Linked DNA regions of Hordeum vulgare: region 2 is linked to region 1. The links are chromatin contacts, called in public Hi-C maps. All regions are on one chromosome and are shown on one strand. Each heading gives the region's core, a stretch centred on a gene start, on an enhancer-like site or on the middle of the called end of the contact. The rest is flanking DNA. Distances are from core to core; before and after follow the strand shown. Region 1 holds the start of LOC123443716. Region 2 holds the start of LOC123443718 (NADP-specific glutamate dehydrogenase).

The links. A called contact is a pair of places that touch in the nucleus more often than the background predicts.
Region 2: a Hi-C map of seedling shows a contact between it and region 1, with 1.9 times the contacts expected there. The contact joins the promoter of LOC123443718 here to the promoter of LOC123443716 in region 1. A contact is called at or near these places in 2 of 6 Hi-C or Micro-C datasets (leaf and seedling).

What each region holds. Positions count from the first base shown.
Region 1 is chr3H:311,972,019-311,978,339 of MorexV3_pseudomolecules_assembly, reverse strand. LOC123443716 reads left to right here and starts at 3,949. Exons shown (of 3, transcript XM_045120213.1): 1 at 3,949-4,629; 2 at 4,723-4,828; 3 at 5,136-5,450. The coding sequence starts at 4,462. The coding sequence ends at 5,353. It overlaps LOC123443717 (a long non-coding RNA gene), which reads right to left and starts at 3,801. Exons shown (of 4, transcript XR_006630796.1): 1 at 3,592-3,801; 2 at 3,357-3,478; 3 at 3,218-3,270; 4 at 2,060-2,300.
Region 2 is chr3H:312,134,995-312,141,315 of MorexV3_pseudomolecules_assembly, reverse strand. It overlaps LOC123443718 (NADP-specific glutamate dehydrogenase), which reads right to left and starts at 2,533. Exons shown (of 15, transcript XM_045120217.1): 1 at 1,625-2,533; 2 at 1,060-1,186; 3 at 768-969; 4 at 130-216; 5 at 1-54. The coding sequence starts at 2,231.

The sequences.
Region 1 (6,321 bases), core at 2,700-5,199:
CTTGTTGAAGAGATTCAATAGTTATACTTGCAAGAACAATGGAGAGATCTTTAGCGCACAACATGCATACCAATTAGCTTCTACATCATCATATTTTTCTCCATTTTTTGAGGCAATGTCATACATAGTCAAACAAGGAGAACTATAGCTTGCCCAGCAGCTAACATGTTAACACATTTTGTTGAACAGGAATGTGATAGATTTTTATTTGCATTTATTTATGAGAAATATAAGATGTTCTTATCTTTCTGACTTGAGAATATCAGGTCATGAATATCTTACCTTTATGACTTGAGAATATCTTGCTGTCTCTCATACTTTGTTCATCCTATATGTAGTTATCATTTTTATAGGAGTTATACACATTGAACTCAACACTAATTCAAAAAAAAACAAGAGCACGAGCTAAGGGAGTGACATATCCGAGTATATAACCAAAAACTATCACAATTCACGCCAACGTGTCCAGGAACTACCACAATACGATTTTGTGCGAGAAACTACCACATTCAGCCTAATATGTGGCAAAAAACTACCAAAAATTTTAACTGTCCGTTTTAGCTGGTTTAACAGATTTCCTAACAAGCCGGGCCCACATGTCAGGTTGACCGTTATTACAGATAGGACCCACACGTCAGACCTCTTCTTCCACCTCTCTCGACCCTCATGTGCATTACATCGAACATGTTATGTGTGTCTCGTGACCGGGGTCATGGTGGGGAACGAGGTGACCACCTCCAGATCGAGCCCACGCAGCTGGATCCGCCCAAGCCACCGCTCTTCTCGCCGGTAGCACCCACGTCTTCCTCCTCTTCCTCCTCCGACCGGTCGTCCGGATCCAGCAAACCGGTGAAGCCGGCTGCCACGCAGGCGATGTCCGCGACGACGGCCATGGACTGTATGGCGCTGCAAACCATTTTAGCTCCTCATCGTCGTTATCCTCCTCGGACCAGGAGCTCATGCGAGCGCTCAAACCTTTTATCAGGAGTGCTTCCTCGCCCACCTCGGCCAGCCGCTGCCACGCGCCTGCAAGCTGTTGTTGCGCCTCAGCCTCCGCGCTCCTCTCCGAGCCTCGACTCGTCTCTAACGCCCTCACCGCGCCTCGCACCACCACTCCATCTCGCCCAGGGTGCCACCCTGCCACCACCATGGCTCTGCCTCTCCCGCTCGCCGAGCCGCAGCAGGCGTCGAGCCGGCCCGTCACGGCTGCACCCGCCGCCGCCATGCCTTTGTGTCCGCGCACTTCAAACCCGCCGCGCTAGCATGCGCCTCGCCTCGTGGTCTGTTTCCCGTTGCACCGCGCTAAAGACGCCCGTGCTTGCTCACCGCGTCCAAGCACCTCACCGCACCTCGCTCATCGCGGCCAGCCACCCGTGCCGCTTCACCGCTGCTGCGACTCAACCTGCCGCACGCAAGACGCCATGGCTTCGCCTCTGCTGCGCCGTGCACCAGCGCCACCGCGGCCAGCTGCATGTGCCGTTTCACCATCTGGTCAACCTGACATGTGGCCCTGGCTTGCCAGGAAATCTGTTAAAATAGCTAAAACACACAGTTAAATTTTTGGTAGTTTTTTGCCATAGATTAGGCTGAATGTGGTAGTTTTCTCACAAAATCGTATTGTGGTAGTTCCTGGACACGTTGGCATGAATTGTGATAGTTTTTGGTTAAATACTCGACATATCCGATACTTAAATAACTATCAAATATTGCAGAAAGTGTTCAGTGGAAAACAAAATACCAAGCACCATAGATAAAATTTCAACTTACAATATTTGGAACTTCTTTGCGCCCGAACACCCATGGCTTTCCTGCAATGGTCATGTCTACTGAATTGGTTCCACCTGAGTCACTTATTACAACTTAAAACAACCAAGAGAGGACCCCGAAAGTAATTACCATGACGTAAAATATGCGCCTATTAGAAATCTAATTAACTGTACAAAGATACACTAATTAATTGTACAAAGATATAGATATATGAGAAACAGAACTCACAAACAATGATCAAGTGAGATGGCTAAGAACAAACTATCTAGAGAAAACATGTGCAACAACCCGAAGAGACTTTTAACCTACTTTCTCACATCAAGTAAATCTACCATTTACAAGTGAAGAAAGACACAAACTGAACATCATGTCCGCAATGTAGGAACCATTTACAGTACCAAGCTAGTGATGACAAATCTTTTAACCATCTACCACGTGCAATAGAAAAGTGAAATATAATTTGCCAGCTTCTTCTTCAAAGAAGAATATCAATCATCTGGTCATCGTTGGTGTATGTCACAACTCTGCTTCTCCTGGCAAATTACATCCAACAAAAGTAAGTAAGTTGGTTGGTAGTTAATAGTACAGATTAAGAGAAATCAAGATACAACAAGAAATCTACATTTTGAAGAAATCAAGATACAAAAAGAATGTCAAAATGGTTCAAGAAATATTTTGATTAATGGATGAACGTCGTGTTATATTTGGAAAAGCATTAGTGTTCTATTTTGGGAGAGCTAACTTGTTGCATTCCTACAAGGAATTTCTCCTAGAAATTTTTAAAAAATACAACGTTCATCTCTGCTCTCAAGAGAAATGGACTTCTCAATAGTTTCAAAAACATGCAGGAATTATAATTGCTTGTGAATCTCTCCATAGAGGTGGAGATGACATAAGTATTGTGAACTGGAAAAGAAGTAAATATTTATAGAGCTAAATGGATAGATAATTATTTGTTGCAGACAAAGAAATAACATCATTAAATTGTCGAGAAATATAAATTAGGACTGCATGCCCAAGCGATGCCTATAAGTACAATTGGTCTGTCACTTCAGAATTCATCCACAAGATTCATACATGTACTGCTAAACTGTAGTAGCATGGAAACTTTTCTAGCTCACTTGTGTGCATTAAAAGAATCTTTATTTTGCCACTATACAAACGTTAGTCTTCAAGTGGAGCGTAAAACATAAATAATGTAACAACTATGCATCAAAGAAATCAATTACCATCACTTGTCATTCATAAAAAATATAAATCATCTATTGGGTTAGAGCACCGCATGAACTCAGAAGAAGATTAATCACCAATCTCATTGGTCATTTGCCCGAATTTTCATTCGTCTACAAATAATTACATATGACAAAAAATATTAAACAGGTTACTGAAACTCATTACGCATCTGAAACCATTTAAATTTCAGGAAACAATGTAACAAGTAACATCATACATTGCAATGTGGGCCATGAGATTTCGCCATCATGATTGAACCCTGACAGGTTGCTGTCATTGCACACATGAACATGTGTTAGTTATCGTATATTGCAGCCGGCAACAGAGCATGATATTTTAAATAGAGAGCTTCTTACACTGATGTTCCACAGCACGCCACACCAGGAGCAGTAGCTCGGGCATGCCCCGTCGCTGGACCTGTCATACAAAATGTTGCGAACACCGTGGAAGGATTTATTGATCTCTAGCAGCGTTCGTCCTGAAAACTTGCAGAATCACAGTTGATTAGTAGAATCAGCAGCAACAAAAGAATATGACATCATGATAAATCGAGTTAACCGAGGCACTTTTGTGCCGCTTCATTGGTCATACCCTTCAGGAGCACTTAACCATGTGTTTTGCAATGCAACTACAAGATCACATGTAGGTGAGCATGAATCCCAAGTTGATTCAGGCAGCCATAGTCGAGGCAGCACGGAGTAGGGGCGTTGACCTGCCGATGAGGCCCCGTGATCCACGAGAGTCAAATCCCCTCGTCGTGTCGCTGTCGTCCGTGTCCAGTTCTCCAGAGTCGTCACTGCCTTAAGCGATCCCCCTCCTCCCACTAGCCTTTCCATCGTTCCACCGATTTTTTTTTCAATCCCCCATAAACCAGACGATAAACCAGCAGATTAGTTTAATAAAAACCCCTTAGTACATCGTCTTCTATGGCTAAAAGTCTTCCCACAGGTCCTCCCACCGTCTCAACGCCTCACCCACGACGCTCACGATCGCCCACGCCGCCGCCCCGCCGCCCAGGTTCCCACCTCCATCACAACTCCCCGCAGCACCGCCGCCGGAGGGCCGGCCGGCAAACCCGCACGGCGCCCAAGGGGAAGGTGACGGCACGTGGCAGTGTGGCGGTCTCGTTCCCCTCCCGCCCCACCCCACCAACCCCCTCCAACATTGGGACACCACCGGGTCCCCCCTCCAACGCCGCCTCCCTCATCTCCGGTGACGGGATCTGGCGAAGCTCCTTCCCCACCCCGCCGCCGCACCTCACGCCCGTCTCCTCCGGCCAGCCTCCGCCCGCAACGTCCCCCCTCCCGTTTTTAGAAGGGAAGGGAAGGGAAGAGAAGAGGGAGAGCGAGCAGGTGAGGCGACGACCATGGCGCTCGCAGATCCGTCGGCCCCGTCGTACGTCCTCGGCCGCGCGTGATTCTGCTTAGTGGCGTGACGGGGTGCCTGCTCCGCGCCCACGCCATGGCCGTCTCGGGACGCCGCCATCGACCTTGGACCACACCCCGCCGCCATGGATGCACAATTCTCCTCACCCGGGCCATGTTCTTCTTCTTCTTCTCTCTCTCTCCCCTAATGTGTTTCGATTTGGTCCTGATGTGTTTCGATTTGGTCCTGATGTGTTTCGATTTGGTAGGCCTGCCTCTTCTTCTCTCTCTCCCCCTAATCTTGCTGCTCAGTTAGTCAACAAATGAGATGTTAAGATAGTTCACCTGGTGTGAACAGGTCGACGGCAGTGGCAGCAGGCGGCGCATGCAGGGCTCGGGCAGCGCCCCGACGTCTCACGCACGAGCTGCCTTTCGAGCTGCTACAGGTCGGCAAGCTGAGCAAGGTAGTCAATCCTTCACATGCATGTTTATTTGGCATCCTGTAGTCAATCCTGTACGAGTCCTCTTTTGTCAAGATGTATGTGGTAATCTGTAGTCCTCTTTTGTCCTGTAGTTAGCTGTATGTGGTAATGTGCAACCAACTGTATCTAATTTCTTGTACTGCATGATTATTACTAACTAACTAACTGTATGTGGTAATCTGCAACTAACTGTATCAACTTTGGCTGCATGTGTGTTAAAACAGATTACCATATTTGGCAAATAAAGTTGAACTATACTTATGCTTACTTCTGCTGCTCTAATTTATAGGTAATGGAAGTGTGCCTTATATTAATAGGATGAGCATGGATGAAACCAGAAGGAGGGGCAATGGCAACCTCGACAATGAAGATGATGTTGTGATGAGGAATGATTCAACTCCAAGAGAGACAGCATGGAAAGGCCACTACCATGATCTGAATTCTGTTAATTCTGCTTTTTTTTTTTGCATGGATATTATGATGCTTTTATGTCTGTTGGTTCTGTAAAAACTCTCTTTTACAGAGCAAATTTCTGTTAATGTATATGTTACAGTATACCTGTACATTTAGTCAGTTACAGAAAATATACCTGTACATTTAGTCAGTTACAGAAAATATACCTGTACATTTAGTCCGTTACAGTATACCTGTACATTTAGTCAGTTACGGAAATAATGGAAAATAAATCTTTCAAAGTCCAGTTACAGAAAATATAGTCAGTTTCTCTGCCTCCGTGTAGTGAAACAAAAAAAATCATGGTGTTGCTCTGAATTATATAAGCCTGTTGATGTGTTTGTTTGTATTAGACATATTTATTATCTTGTTGTGAATTATATAAGACAGAATTATATAAGCTTAGTTTTTATTTTGTATTATGATGTATTTAGAGTTGAAATGATGTTTATTCTGTTGTAGTTATATATTACTCCCTCCGTTTTTAAATATAATATTCATGCCTCCACATACGGCTTTCCGGCCACAGAGCGCAAGGCACGATGGACCGGCTCGTCTAACGACCACATGCATGGAATTAGGCGGCCAATTTAACGACGGCTAGGAGGCAATCTTAGGTGGAGCGCAAGGCACGATGGACCGGCTCGTCTAACGACCACATGCATGGAATTAGGCGGCCAATTTAACGACGGCTAGGAGGCAATCTTAGGTGGATGCGCGGCGCAACAGCCCAGTGGGTAGTGAATAGGATTTCTCCGTTGAGGCGGCATCGGAAAGGAGATGTCAAGATTGCAGCTAGGGTGTGGATTTACCGGATCGACTGTTATGTAGCCCGTTGCCCCAGGCCGTCGACGTCGTCGCCGCACTCTCCTGCGAGATCACGCGACTTGGCAGTTCCCGAGCCGCCGACGCGTTGCCACACTCTCCTGCGAGACCACGTGATTACTGGATCGACTGTTGTACTGCCCGCTGCCCCAGGCCGCCGACGCCGTTGCCGCACTCTCCTGCAAGACCACGCGACT
Region 2 (6,321 bases), core at 1,284-3,783, 160 kb before region 1:
AGGGCCCAAGTATCTATACAGCTCATCCATAAAACTTTGACAAAAGCGCATTACCTGGCATTGAAAAATATCCATATTTATATGCAGTAAATAATGTTGCCCAGAGGAAATAAAATACAACACGAATACCTCAACTTCACTTTTACCCTTTGGATCAAAATCACTCCCTCCAGCAGCACCTCCAAGTTTATATAGTGACAGAGCATTCTTCAGAGTCTGCACAAAGGGAAATTGCTTAGAATGGTACATTGAATTCTCATGTAAGATTGCAAGTTTGACATCCATTGAAAATAACCCTCTCAGTTTAGTGCTCGCTTCTCAATACCAATACGTGCTAATAGATTACCAAATCGTCGTATAGCACTGCAAGCACCCAAAATTTATACAACTTGACTCTATTTGCACACTATTAGACATTTATGTGCTCGTGGTAGAAGTAAACGCAGTGCAAATTCCCACCATCTGCACTCCACGCAAATCCCCATCGTATGCACACAAAATAAAATGAAGACTTTCTTACAAAACATGTCATTGGCTTTACAATCTAGTATGAAATAAGGGGGGGGGGGGGGGGGGGGGTCATTACAATATGCATCAAAGCTAACGTTACTTGTAGGTGCATTACTGCATTATATCAATTTTTACAATAACTGAATCAAAGGTAGTCTGATACAAAAGCAGAAAAACAGATGGTACAAAATGAAGAACAGGTTGTAGCAGCAGGTTTGTTTACATGAAAAATGCTTGTCGGACAAGTATGCTAATACCTGCTCAAAAGCTAGAAACTTTGCCACACTTAAGTTCATCGAAGGGTGGAAACGGAGACCACCTCTGCATGGACCTAAAGCCTGACTGAACTGCACACGGAAACCTCGATTGACATGAACTTCACCTCTGTCATCAACCCATGGCACTCTAAAGATAAAACATCTCTCAGGTTCTAATAAACGCTCCAATATCTGAACATATCTGAAAAATCAACATCAGAAATCATGTTATACTTGAGGACATACTGTTCCTCGGGAAGGGGAGAGGAAGAGGGAGGGAGAGAGAGCTAACTGTGAGTTCTTCACCAAAACTGGTTCTATAGAATGAACCACCTCCTGTATAGACTGTATAAATTCAGCTTCATGAGGGTCCTTCTTGAAGAGAGATTCAAGTATTGAAGCTGCTGTTTTCGACAAAGCTGAAATGGGAAATGAAAATTAAGATAAGTACACCTTTTAAACCGTTTCAGTTTGATATAAAACGGAGTGCGTCGAAAAGCTTCCAGAATTAGGTATACGTAGTTAGTAACTGTTGAGCGGAAGATTGGATTACTGGAACGTAGACCTATCTATTTGTTTGCTTTAGGCTATGTTTCATTTCCTCGAATCTAACACGAAAGCACTGCCAACTGTGTACCGTTGGCATGGGATCATCAAACTAACAAAAATTAAAAGTTCTTACTACGACTACACCTAAACATATTATAAAACATTATGACATAAAACTAGATACCAAAAAGCAAAAATCAAACTATACTTGTTAATAAGCAAGAACTTGGTATACATTTCCTAACCCCTTGAAACATCGACACACAAACCCACTGCATAACCGCGGGAGGTCAGACCACACCACCAACCTTTGACATAAACCGGCCTCTCTATTTCAGGAGTTTGCAGTTGCACCTTCTCCTTGGAGGCTGACTGCAGTCGGAGCGCCTCCTTATGCAGCAAGCTATTGTTGTGCTCCTCCAGCGCACTCATCTGCATGTTCCTGCTCCCCTCGTTCCCATAGGGGTTCCGGCGATGCTTGCGGCCATACTCCTTGCAGACAGTGCAGAAGATTCTGCTGGTGTTGTCGTGCACGGCCACATAGGCCCACTTGTATGTGTCTGCCCACTCATCCCGCCATTTCTTGACCACCTTCTTCTTCTTCTTGGTATGCGAAGACAGCCTCGGCATCCCCGCCCGTTCCTCTGCTTGCGGTGGCGTGGGCTGCGGTTGGCCGTCCACTCCGCCAGGCTGCGAGCACGGGATGAGGAAGCTCTTGTGGTCATCCGCTGTGACGATGGGGTCTTGAGGGTGGTGGGAGGTCACGCCCTCGAGTGCGGCGCCGGAGAAAGTGGGATCTTCACACTGGTCGATCTCGAGGTCGATCTCCTCACCGATGCCGCGCACCGACAGGTGGTGCTGCTGGTGTCGCTGATGCTGCCGTAGCAGATTGATCTCGTCCATGGACGAGTTCATGTGTACACGCGGTGCGACATGCGGAGGAGCAGTGCACCAGCCAGCGCCGAGTAAATCCGACTCTGTTAGGCGCGGCCAAATGGGGGATTTGGCTCTAGGGTTTGAGGAATTGGGCGCCGCGGAGCCGGCGCCAGCGATGGCGGTGGCTGAGATCGAGGGATGTGTCGATCTGGCGCGCGGAGAACGGGAGCAAGGGGCTTCGGCGGCGGCGAGACTGCGAGGGCGGGGAGACACTGCCGCGCCCCGCGGTGGCTGCTGCTTGGTCGCGTTTTCGGACAAGGCGGAGAAAGGTTGGGCGTCTAATTCTTGGTGGACGGCTGAGATCGTTGTTGTCGACCGACACAGTTGGCAAGCACCGAGGCGTTAGAGCATCACTGGTAGTATCCTTAAATCCTCAAACTTTAAGTATTGAAAATTAACATTTTTTTTATAGTTTTAAGGGTTAAAAAAAAACTAAAAATGGTTGGATTTAAGGGTTCTAGTCTTTACCGCAACCCCAACTCTTAAAAGTGTCATTTGACATATCATAATTTTCATCATCTCAATAACGGTTTGAAGAAAATAATAATCATTCTAGTTATTATTACAACACCGAATAGTACTTTCAAACACATAATAATCATTCAAATTATTACAACAATGTTTTCAAGCAAATTACAATAATTGTTCAATCAAATAGGACATATAAAAGTAAACAAAGATAGATCATGGGCCTTGGCGCCGCCCAGCCAACTGCAACTCGTGCTCTACTAGATCATCTCGGAGCTGACCATGAGTGTTTGCATCCTCAATGTGACGACGTGCTTGAAGAAAAGCTTGTAAGCGACAAGGGTTTCTTTAAGGTTGCACACGGGTATCAACATTGTTATAGAAACAAGGCAGTTTTAACCCTCACTCATCCTCGAGGATCATGTTGTGTAGAATCACACAACATTTTATGATGTTCTCCAAGGTTTTTTGTCCCAAAAACGAGTTGGACCCTGAACTATGGCAAACCTTGCTTGCAAAACACCGAAAGCTCTCTCGATATCCTTGCGGGCTGCCTCTTATGCCTTGGTGAAATGATCCTCTTTTCTGGTTAAGGGCACCCCATTCTTCTCCTTGATGGACTTCACAAGAGTTGCCCAATCGGGGTAAATTCCATCGGTGAAGATTTCACAAGAGTTGGCCAATCACAAGAGTTGTATCTTGTCCAATGCGAAGATACTCGTCGGTATAGTCCGCGGGTGTGCCATAGGCGAGCATCCGCATTGCAGCCGATATCTTTTGGTACCCGCTAAACCCCATTATACCGGCGGTGGATCTATGACGCTTGAAGTAATCTGAGGCGGCCTCATAATTGGTGACAATCTTCACAAACAAACTACGACGCATTATGTACCTTCTTCGAAAGAGGCGAGGTGGGTATGTCGGTACCTCCGGGAAGTAGTCTTGCATTAAATGCTCGTGTCCGAGACCGCGGTTCCGGTAGATGGTGACTCGCCCCATGTTCGACCCTCTCCTCTGATCCATCAGCTTCGCGTGGTCTTCAAACTCTTGCACGTCGAGGAGGAGGCCCATCATCCCAATGTCATCATCTTGAAGCAACTCCTCAATGTCCGAATCGTTTGATGACGACCAACCGGAATCATCGGACAACACCTCCATCTACACAACACAAAACAAAAATTTGTGAGTGCTAACAATGAATCAAAAAGGAAAAAATAAACAAAAAATAGAAAAAATGCATACATGCGGGTCGGCGAGGAGAGCTCGGGGCAACGCGGGGGCGGGAGGCGGAGGGCGGAGGGTGCGGGGGCGGGCCGACCTCTTGCTGAGGGAGGCAGAGGGCACGGACGCCTCGGGCCGGCCTGCTGCGGGCGAAGGGCGGGAGGCGGATGGCGGGATGCGAGCGGGAGGAGGTGGAGTGTGCGGGCGGCGGCCGGGGGCGGGGAGGGCGAGGGCGAGCGGGAGGAGGTGGAGGCGGCCGGACTGCTGCGGGCGGCGGACGGGGAGGTCGAGGGGAGGAGAGGCGGTCGGCCTGCTATGGGCAGCGGCCGGGGGCGGGGCGGGCTCGGACGGGAGGAGAGGCGGCCGGGGGCCGAGACGACGGTGGTGGCTCGGGAGGTGGAGGGGAGGCGATTGGGGGGTGGGATGGCGGCGACGAATGGAGAGGAGGCCGGCGACGGCTCGGGTGGGCGCGGGAGGGAGTTGGGATGGGAAATTTCCCTCCCGCACTCGGTTGGCTCGCAAGTGAGGGTTGGGGTAGATTTTGCTCCCCAATCCTCACTTGTACAGGTTGGGAGAGGGTTTGAAGGTCGGATCCTCAAATTTTTTTGAGGGTTTGAGGGTTAAGGGGCTCTAGTCTACGCGTTTTTTTGCTCGTAAACTATAAAAAACAGTTATTTTTAAGGATTTGAGGGTTTGAGTGTACTACTAGAGATGCTCTTAGAGCATCACTAGTAGACAGTAGTGTCCTTAAATCCTTAAATCCTTAAAATTAACCATTTTTTACGGGTTGAAACGAAAAAAAGACAAAGAATAGAACTCCTAAACCCCTAAAAAAATTAAGTATTGGACCCCGGGTTGCCCTCCCAATCTCTAAAAGTGAGGATTGGAGAGGGGAACCCACCCCCAGTCCGCACTCCTCCCGGTCAACGCGCGGGAGGGAAATTTCCCCGCGTCCCCGCCTCCCGCCGCCCGCCTCCTTGTTGTCGTCGGCCGTTGCACGCCATGCAGGCCTCGCCCGCCTCCTCCCTCGCCCCGCCCGCCTCCTCCCTTCCTCCGCCCGTCGCCCCGCCCCCGGCCTCGGCCCCGGCGACGCCCGCGCCGGCCCAGCGGTCGGCCGTCCTGAGCTAGGCGCAGGGTGGCGTCGGTGGTGGCCGCCACCCACGTCGGTGCCAAGAGGCGGCGTGCTGGCCAGCACGTCGTCCACCCCCAGCCCATCCCGGCCGCCGCCTCCGTCGTCCCGCCCACCACCTCCCTAGCCCTGCCCGCCTCCTCCCTTGCCCCGCCGCAGCCGCCCGCCACCTCCCTAGCCCCGCCCGCCTCCTCCCTCGCCCCGCCGCAGCCGCCCGCCACCAAGGGCCGAAAGAAGAAGCCCTCCCTTGGGACGAAGGGGGCAGCGGCCACCAAGGTCGTCGCGGGAGGGGTCAAGGTGAAGAGGACCACCTCGAGGAAGAAGCCGACGCCCGCGCCCACCCCGGCCGCCGCCCCTCCGCCCGTCGTGCACGAGCTGCTCGACGGAATGCCCGCCCCGCCAACGTCGTTCATGGGGCTTCTCGAAGATGCGGAGGTGGACATTGGGGCTCCTCCTCTCGAACCCTTTGGGTTTGGTGATGACTTGGAGGAAGAGGGTGATGAGGAGGAGGAAGGGGAAGATGAGTAGGAGGTGACCGAGATAGAGGAGGAGGCGTTCGCCGCTGTTGGAAAACCCACCGTGCGCTCGACAAACTATAGCGAGGACGAAGATATTCTCTTGCTTCGTGCTTGAGCACATGCGGGGTTGGATGCAAGCACCGGTACCGATCAAACCAGTAAACGCTATTAGCAACGCATAGAGGACGTCTATTGCAAGAACAAGCCGAAGACCGGTGGGTATGGCGCTCGTAGTTACCGGTCGCTTCAAGGCTGGTGGGAGTTGATGAAGCCCCATTGTGCTCGTTGGAGTGCGGCAATGGACCAAGTGAAGGATGCATCGCCTAGTGGAACCGTGGAGAGTGACTATGTGAGTACATATGTGTGTTTTCACATTTATTTTGATTTTCTATGCTATTTTTATGTGTGTTTACTATGCTATTGGTGGGTTTGTAGGAGGCAATTGCCGACTTGAGGTACAAGGAGATGGCCGCTTTCAAGGGCAAAGCATTCCCATTTAAGCATGTTTGGGAAATTCTTCAAACTTATGACAAGTGGAAGTTGAGGGATCAAGAGACGGCACCCAAGAAGTCAGCAATGCTTAGGATGGATGAGAGTGATGAGGAGGCAAGGAACGAGTGCAAGCCCGAGGGAACCAAGAAGGCAAAGCTAAGGAAGATGATGGAAGGAGAGGCGTCAAGCATAAGAGAGAAGATGGAGCATATGATGAAGTCAAGGGAGGCATTGACAATGA